Regions from separate parts of the Mus musculus genome. Here regions 1 and 3 are each linked to region 2. Evidence: chromatin contacts called from public Hi-C and promoter capture Hi-C data. All regions are on one chromosome and are shown on one strand. Each heading gives the region's core, a stretch centred on a gene start, on an enhancer-like site or on the middle of the called end of the contact. The rest is flanking DNA. Distances are from core to core; before and after follow the strand shown. Region 1 holds the start of Mfsd13b (major facilitator superfamily domain containing 13B). Region 2 holds the start of 4930583K01Rik (RIKEN cDNA 4930583K01 gene). Region 3 holds the start of 1700003G18Rik (RIKEN cDNA 1700003G18 gene).

Region 1 (2,729 bases), core at 150-2,649, 2.7 Mb after region 2:
GCCTACCAGGGTGTTGAGGGCCGGCCTATCAGTGTCCCCAAACACAAAATCCTGCTATGAATGTACAAGAAAATGGGCCACTGGCTTCAGACTGGGGGCACTCTTGAGATTGTCTCTGGAGATGCCCCGATGCAAGAAAACCAAGGCAGGATTATTTTTAATTGAAAACCCGAAAGAAAGATAAGCGCATGATAAGAGCTGCCCTCGAATAATTTCATTTAGCCCCCGATGAACGATGGCTAAGTAATAAATTAAAACACAAAACAAAACAGTTTAATACCCAACTGAGTAAGCTGTAAACTGGGATGCTAAGAAACTGAACAGTGTCTACAGGCTCCTCATACTCGGCTTTAGGGAATCCACCTAAATCTTTTAGCCTCTGCTTTCTGGAAAACGGGACAAAAAAAAAAAAATTTACTCTCACAGAGAGATGGCGCGGGTACCGCACAGCAGCACTGCCCTCCCACCACCTGCAGCGGCTTTGCAGACTCTGCGGACCATGAAAGGCGATGTGGGGCAGGCAGGGCAGCACGACCCGGACCCAGGCCAGCAGCTCGCCTCTAGAGCAGGACAAGCTGGTCCACTCCTGCCCACCTCAGAGGTCCATCCGCTCATACCCGGCAAGCGCTTTCTTAAAGCACCGAGCATCAGCCTGTGTGGCGCACCCGCAGGGCCGTGGGCCGCGCGCGCTTGCTCTCTGCGGTCGGGATGGGCGGATCCGTTGCCAGGTGAGGGCAAGAAGCACCGGGCCGCGGCATCCCAAACCTCCAGCCTAAGGAACTTTCTAGCACTTTCCACACCTGCCACCCCCGGACTCCCACCCCAACAATCCCGCCCCCCCCTCCCGACCGGCGACCTCGCCCTCACCTTGCTGGAGGTCCCGGTGGTCGTACCACGGCTCATCCTCCATCTCGAACTCCTCCACTAGGTTATCTGCCAGCATGTCGCCGGGGACGTCCGGGGGCAGCGGGCTCTGCCGCCGCCCTGCCGTTTCGGCCGCTGCCCCGGGCTCTCCCCCGGCCCCGCCGCCCTCAGCCAGAGCCACCCTGGGGCGGGACACGCAGGTCCCGCAGCAGCTCTCGCCGCTATCCCGCGCCGCCCAAAGGCCGGCGCCCTAGCGAGCGCGCCCCGGGTGGCGCCGGGAGCCGGCTCCTCACGCCTGCTGCCCGGCCCAACGTGGCACTTTGGCAGAACCCTCCCAAAGCCGGGGAGACGATTCAAACCCGGGAGGCACCTTGACCAATCACGAATGAGCCGCCTATAGAGTGACAGCGACTTCAGCCAATAGAATATCAAAAAAGGTCGCGGGTCCGAGGACCATCAGCCAATAATAGCTTAGGAAGGAACAAAGGAGGCGGGGAAAGACGAAGAGGGTGCGGTCGGCAGCCCCTCCTCTTTTGTCTGCGTCGCGTCTCCTCAGTTGAGTGCACTCCAGTTCCGGAGTGTGGAGGTGGCTTTGGCGAACACCGGGTGCCGAGGACTACTAATTCTGGGCACGGGTCATCATCTTCCCACCCGAGGGTTTCGGATGCGGGCCAACTCTCCTTGGCTCTGCCCTCGGTGATGCTCGGAGGGAGACTCATGGTCCGTCGGGAAGTTAAAGCCGAGAGAACGCTACTGAGTGAGAGCTGCTCCTCAATCTTGGAGCCCTGGCCTTCCAGGGGCCTGGCTATGAACTCCTAAAAGGGCAGTCACCAACCCCACTTCACACTCCAGAGTCCCGGGCTGGCCAGTGGAAGCCGCCTCCCCTGAGAAAAGTTGCCACAGTTTTGCATAGAATTTCTTAAAGGTTCATAGAGCCCAGGATAAATACCTAAGATCAGGCATTGCACTTGGTGGCCAGCTTGCCGGCGTCAGCTTGTTAACACAGCCGTAACTACTGTTTCTTGGGTTAAACTTTTAATATATTTGGGTACCTCACTTAGGGAAACTCTCAGAGGGCAGAAAGGTCGGCGCAGATGTTTGGGATGTTATAACTGATAGCATCTACAGAGGACGGGAGAAGAACTGTGACAACTGAGGGGGGGAGGGGATGTTATAACTGATAGCATCTACAGAGGACGGGAGAAGAACTGTGACAACTGAGGGGGGGAGGGGAGTAATTACTCAGGTTTGGCAGTAGTGATTTGGTAGAAACCTCCTGAAGTTAACTCCTTCACACAGATCCGGAGTGTCACCCGAACTAAAGTGGAAAGCAGTTGAAAGTTTGCCTTATCCAAAAAAAGCACCAGTTGTGGCCTTAAAATAGTGTACTCAGATTACTATGGCTTAAAACAGGAGAAATTGCTAGGAAGAAGCTACAAATCCTCAGAGATACTTTTATTTCTCTGAGATCTCGGGTAATTTGGAGGAAGGAATACTTCACCCTAATTTCTTTTTTCAGTGCTAACGATGCCTTAGGCGTGCCACTCTCCATCATTCTTGTGGGTCCTAAGATGCTCCTTTTCAGATCAGTGTAACATGCACCTGTTCCTGGGAACATGGTCTTGTGAAGGTCAAGAAAGCCTCCCCATTGTGAGGTTGGTTTGTTGTTTGTACAGAGTCTCACTGTGCAGCCCCAGCTTTGCCTAGCACACTATGTAGATTAGGCTGGCTCTGCCTCCAGAGTGCTGGGATAGAAGGCACACAACCATCAAACCCTGTCCCTACAGGAATGTTGTTCTGGCGAGATTTTCCTCTTCATTCCTTAAGAAAGACTCCTTAATAGACCTTAAGGTACCAAGAACCTA
Region 2 (2,700 bases), core at 104-2,603:
TCTTTCGTATTTTTCTCTTAATATTTTAAATCCAACCAGACTCCAATTCCTTCATGCAAAACGAAATTTCTCTACTCCTGAGAATACAAATTCACTCCAAAGCGCCCTGGGAAATTACTGTTTCCAGAAAAACTATTTCTGCAGTTGGGGAAAACTTAAAATGCCCCAGTGCCTGATTGTGTCGATTTCATTCACAGTCCCATAATCTCATCTTTTGGTCGACTAACATCCTGTCTAAAGTCAGAGGAAGACCTCGGTAGAGTTCTCAGCTTTTAAAATACATTAATTAACACGTGGGAGTCCAGAAGGACGCAGAGTTAAGGTGGTCTTTGGCATGAGGACTGGACGCGGAGCCGAGGAAGTTAATAGGTAACAGGGAGGGTTCCTGGACCTCAAATCTCAACTTGGAGTTAGACGGCAGTGGAACGTCCTCCTCCACCCAAGCTCAGAGCCACTGCTCCAGCCATCCGGCTGAGGCGGCCAGCCGGGCACAGAGGCCTCCGCTGCCCGCAGCTTTCCTGCCGGACCAGGCCCGGAGGACACCCAGGAAGCCGCGCCCGGCTCCAGGGACCGCGGGCCTAGGCCGCGCCTCCCAGTCCCGCGGGCCTAGGCCTCGGCCAGCTCCAGGCGAGGCTCGACGCGGTCACCCACCTGGGTTGCCAGTCATTCCAGCTCCGCGGGTACTTGGTGCCGCCGCCGCCGCTGCTCAGCCGAGACCCCGGGGCTCTGCGGCTCATTACCTTCCCCGACACGACATGGCCAAGCGCCGCCGCCCGAAGAAGCGCGAGTCGCCGCCTGAACCGGCCGCCGCCGACACTGCGATCTGGCCCGGGGCTGAGGAGGAAGCCGCGGAGGGGGCGGCGGAGGGCGGGGGAGGCGGACGGCCGTTCCGGGTTCCGCTGGAGCCCGCAACGCAGGAGCAGGAGGCGGGAGCGGCGCGGCGAGGGGGAGGCGGAGGCAGGCGAGGCGACGTCTCTTCCAGGGCAGCGCGCGGCCCGCGACGCTGGGGCCCAGGAGGACGAGGACAGCGAGGAGGCGGTGGCGGCGGCTCCTCACGCTCACACGGCCACGGCTTCCCCGCCTCCCGGCTCCGCCCGCCGCGCCGCCGCTGCCGCACGGCATGCTGGGAGCGAGGGGCGGTGCCGGCGCCCTAGGAGCCTGGAGAGGGGCGGGGCTCGGGGTGAAAGGCGGGGCTATTGGTCACAGAATATGGACTAGAGGCGGGGCTTATGACAGGGGTAGGGTCACCTAGGAGGGGCGGTGCCGGCGCGCCCCAAGCCTGGAGAAGAAGGGCGGGACTAGTTGGGGCGTGGTCTGTGGCTGCTGAACCTGGAGAGGGGAGGGGCGAAAGTCAAAAGGCGGGACCTGCTCGAGAGGCACTGGAGTTCTGAGAGCCTAGACTTCAAGGCGAGGTCCGCGTTCGCGTAGCTAAAAGGGGTGGGGCTTTGAGGAGAAGGCGAGAACTACTGGAGAGCAGGGACCCGAGCGGACCTCCCTGGGCCTCCTGAGCAGCAGCTCTGTCTGCGGGTGGTAGAGAGCAATGTGGACTCGTCGCGGGGCATCATGGGAGAGGGGATCTCCACCCCGGGTCCACACACGCCCTCCCATACACTCGGAGGACCGGCAGTCAGGTGTGAACAGGCGTCCAATGGAGGACAGGAGGGGGAGCGTGCCCTTGAGCGCTAATGCGCGCACACAGATGTGCCCTTGGCGCTCACGTGCGTCCACCTGCCTGCCACCGTCTTAAGGGAAAAAGTCAGAATAGTAAAATCGAGGAAGGGGAAGTGAAAGCGACACCTTTTCAACCCCTACCTGAAATGTCATGCAGTCCTGGTACATATTTTCCAAAAGTGAAAAACAACGCCTGCTTCCTGCCCCATGAACTGTGCTCTGTAATCTGGTTCCTTCTAGTAGTAAGAGGCCTGTTACCCACACTCTCCTGAAAGAATTCGATAAAGCACTGGGCACATTATGTGAACGCAATATACTCCTTTGTGTGCGTGTTTACATGTGAAGTACAGAGAACAACCTCAAGTGTTGCTCATAAGCCTCCAGCTACCATGTATTTTGAGGCAAGGTCTCTCTCTCACTAGCTGGCCAGAGAGCCCCACGAATCTTCTGTTTCCTCAACGCTGGCTTTACAAACGGTGACACCATTTCTGGCTTTTTTTCAGGTGGTTTCTCGTGTGTGCGGGGCAAGCACTTTAATGACTGAGCTATCTCCCTAGCTGCAGGCTCAACTTTAAAAATAGCCGAGATACACATCAAGCAAGTATTTAAACCTTTTCCACATAAAGTTTTTAGGCCATCCATCGTTTTGCCTCACAAGAGAAGTATGTATACATCACTTAAGTAATTCAAAATTGTTACCAAGGACATGGCTCAGAAAGTAGAATGCTCAAAGCAGGAGCAAGCACGAATCACTGGGTTCCATCCCCAGCACCCCATAAATGCAGCATGACGATGTGTCTGTAACCCTAGCATTCAAGAAATGGAAACCGGAAGTTGTTCAGGCTCACCTTCCGCAAACCTGGCCTACATGGGACACTGCCTACCCAACCCCCAAGAAATAAAACTATCACTAAAGTACTTAATTATCAGGCGATATCTCCCTATGAGTATATCCCTTACATTTTTCCACCATCTGATCCTGAGTATGCCCACAAATCCGTCAATGAAGGAGGATCCTGCTATTCCAAA
Region 3 (2,700 bases), core at 95-2,594, 2.2 Mb before region 2:
GCATAAATTAAGAAACTGTCTTCCCTGTGTGCATAGCTCTAAGTCCTGATGTTTGGGATAGGGGCGGGGGGTGGGGTACTGTTTTTATTTTATTTTTATTTTTTATTTTTATTTTGAGAGGAGGTCTTACTATAGACTCGGCTGACAAACCACACATTACTTAGAAGAGGATGATCTTGAATTTCTTATCTTCCTTCACCACCTCCCAGACACTAGGTTCACAGGCATAGTCAGGTTTCACTTTGGGCACAGTTCTATCAGTGGTTCATCGTCATCTGAAATGTAGTTCAACTAGAGTAACTGCTGAGCACAGACACTGACAGGTGTCTCATAGACCACTCGGTATGGGGACTTAAGACTAGCCATGTACTGTTGTCATACTATTTGTTTATACTTGAAAAAAAAATCTTTTTAAAAATCAAGGCTGGAAGTCTTCAGAATGAGTAAGGGCAAGAAAGTCATCCTGACAGTATGTCAGGTTCACCTGTGGATGCAAATTCAGCTATAACATACAGAAGTTTATCTTCAGTATCTGAACACTGGACTACAAGATCTTGCAGGAAGCTTAGTTGGGGCTGGAAAGGGAGCAGGGAAATGAGGAAAAGGGAACTAGAAACAAGATTGCAAATGGGAAGGGCAGCGAATGTATCCATCCTAAGGGGGCGGGGTGGGGGTGGTCTCTTGCAACTAGACTGAGGAGACAGTTGAAACAGGTTGAGACTGCTACTGTATTGTAACTTTAAAGGGGTTTATTATATAGGAAACTTACCCCCCACCCCCACCCCAAGAAAAATAATAAAGATACAGGATTTTTTTTTGGCAGACAGACTTCAGTCGATGAAGTTTCAAATAATATCTACCTTAAAAAGGGATCAGAGAGTTGGGTCACTCTTATCTAGAATACACTAAGCCCAGTGGAAAACGGTCCACAATTCCTGAGGGGTGGAGCTGTTTAGAAAAAAAACGAAAAACAAAACAGCCAATTAACAAGCCTTCAGCTTCACACTGAACTCTATTCAGTAAGAAAAGAAAGGAAGGAAGGAAAGGAAGAGAATGAAGACGTTAGAATATCCCGTGTGAGCAGTAGAGACCACACATTAGGCTGGGGGAAGAAGCCATGTTTTAGGTTTTTGTCTTGGGCCGAGAACTTGTATTCAAAAAGCCTCAAACATTACACTTAAGTCTATGTGTTTAACTATGATGAATGTGTTTACTAACAGGGCAGAACCTCACACACACAAAAAGGCGAAAACCCACTCTAGGTCTGTCTGTGGCAACGAAGCTCTCCGCCAACGATCACCACCATACCCATCCACGGGAAAGCTCCCTCTACACGCCGAAGAAAGCGTAGCCTCCGAGGGCTCTCCCGCCACGCCGCGCGAGATGCTTCGCTCGGCCTCCTGGGAAATGTAGTTTAAGTCACTGAAGACGGCTTAGTCAGGCCAGTAAAGAGTGAGTCCAAAAAAACTACAACTCCCGGTGTGCTCCAGGGTGACGAGCGGCCGCAGCAGTGACGACTGTAGCGGTGAAGGGCCGGAGGGGGCTCTGCGTTCTGGAGTGGCGCTGCTTGGTCCGGCGGCTGGGTGAGGGCTGCTGGTGTCGCGTTTGAGGAGAACTGCGAGTGTGTTTGGCATATCCCCGTCAGGATCCCAGCTACGATGAGTGCTGCCCGGGAGTCTCACCCGCACGGGGTGAAACGTTCAGCCTCCCCCGACGACGATGTAAATAACAATGGATGAGGGTTGAGGCCTAGTGAAGGCTGGGGTAGGCCGGGAAGGGTGGATGGAGGAAGAAGCGCCCGAAGGAAGGGGGCGCAACGAGGGATGTCTTCCTTTTCCTACTAGAATCTGAAGGATTGAAGAGGCCCTGAGCTGAGATACAGAGACCTGCGTAGGAACGGGGGTTGAGGAAGGAAATCCTGAGAAGGGTCGAAAAGGAAAAAGAGCTTAATCGAGATGTCTTTGCGTTTTGGGAAACCGGTGAAGCTCATTTCTTAGTCATTTCAGGATAGATATGTCATAGTCCTGACATTGGTCTAAAACGCTCCTCTGGCAATCGCGAAATGTTCAGTCACATTTGGACAAATTTTCCAGCCCGAATCCTTTTTTGCAGTGTACTGGTAATTGCTGCCCTAACTACACCATTCTTAATAAACAGAGACCAATATTAAGCCGAAGATTGTGGTAGACAGTTTGGGGATGGAATAATGGCGAGGTCAGAGGGAGTGAGACCCAGAAGCGCATTTTGATGTCAGATACCTTTTTCCTGCCCTCTCATGCCTTCAGCTCATCAGTTTAAATAATAAACTGTCCCTTATTAACCTGTTCAGTACTGACTACAATGCCAGATACTGGAATTGAAGATTAATAAAGAGGATGCTTATATTTGTCTTAGCTCTAGCATAGTGTTTAGAAACTGCAGGTAACTTGTAAAATTAGGTTCTTCTATAATGAAATCCCTTGGAAACATTGATGGGGAAGTTGGTGGGAAGGGGACATGAGGAAGTCATCTTTGAGACAGATGAAAGCTGGTCTCGCTTATTCATACACTGTCAGCTTCAGAATTGTAACTTTTAGTGCAGTTTGACATCTTTCATAAGTCCTTTGTGAGCCATAAAAGGTTCCCTGAATTATTTTGTAGTTAATGAGAGAATACTAAGAACCACACTCCTTTGGTTGGAAGATGGGGTGTGGACCAGAA

What was found. Promoter capture Hi-C pulls out the DNA fragments that hold promoters and counts their contacts. A called contact is a pair of places that touch in the nucleus more often than the background predicts.
Region 1: a Hi-C map of B cells shows a contact between it and region 2, with 5 read pairs. The contact joins the promoter of Mfsd13b here to the promoter of 4930583K01Rik in region 2. A contact is called at or near these places in 3 of 39 promoter capture datasets (hippocampal neurons, liver and pre-B cells) and 1 of 484 Hi-C or Micro-C datasets (B cells).
Region 3: a contact with region 2 is called in a promoter capture Hi-C map of pre-B cells. The contact joins the promoter of 1700003G18Rik here to the promoter of 4930583K01Rik in region 2. A contact is called at or near these places in 1 of 39 promoter capture datasets (pre-B cells) and 1 of 115 datasets of contacts at active chromatin or transcription factors (astrocytes).

What each region holds. Positions count from the first base shown.
Region 1 is chr7:120,981,110-120,983,838 of GRCm38.p6, forward strand. Mfsd13b (major facilitator superfamily domain containing 13B) reads left to right here and starts at 1,400. Exons shown (of 8, transcript NM_001374644.1): 1 at 1,400-1,621. It overlaps Cdr2 (cerebellar degeneration-related 2), which reads right to left and starts at 1,203. Exons shown (of 5, transcript NM_007672.2): 1 at 868-1,203. The coding sequence starts at 943.
Region 2 is chr7:118,242,554-118,245,253 of GRCm38.p6, forward strand. It overlaps 4930583K01Rik (RIKEN cDNA 4930583K01 gene), which reads left to right and starts at 1,354. Exons shown (of 2, transcript NR_027879.1): 1 at 1,354-1,412; 2 at 2,175-2,700. Smg1 (SMG1 homolog, phosphatidylinositol 3-kinase-related kinase (C. elegans)) reads right to left here and starts at 1,084. Exons shown (of 63, transcript NM_001031814.1): 1 at 652-1,084. The coding sequence starts at 737.
Region 3 is chr7:116,091,805-116,094,504 of GRCm38.p6, forward strand. 1700003G18Rik (RIKEN cDNA 1700003G18 gene) reads right to left here and starts at 1,345. Exons shown (of 4, transcript NR_029433.1): 1 at 1,258-1,345. It overlaps 1110004F10Rik (RIKEN cDNA 1110004F10 gene), which reads left to right and starts at 1,576. Exons shown (of 5, transcript NM_019772.2): 1 at 1,576-1,721. The coding sequence starts at 1,659.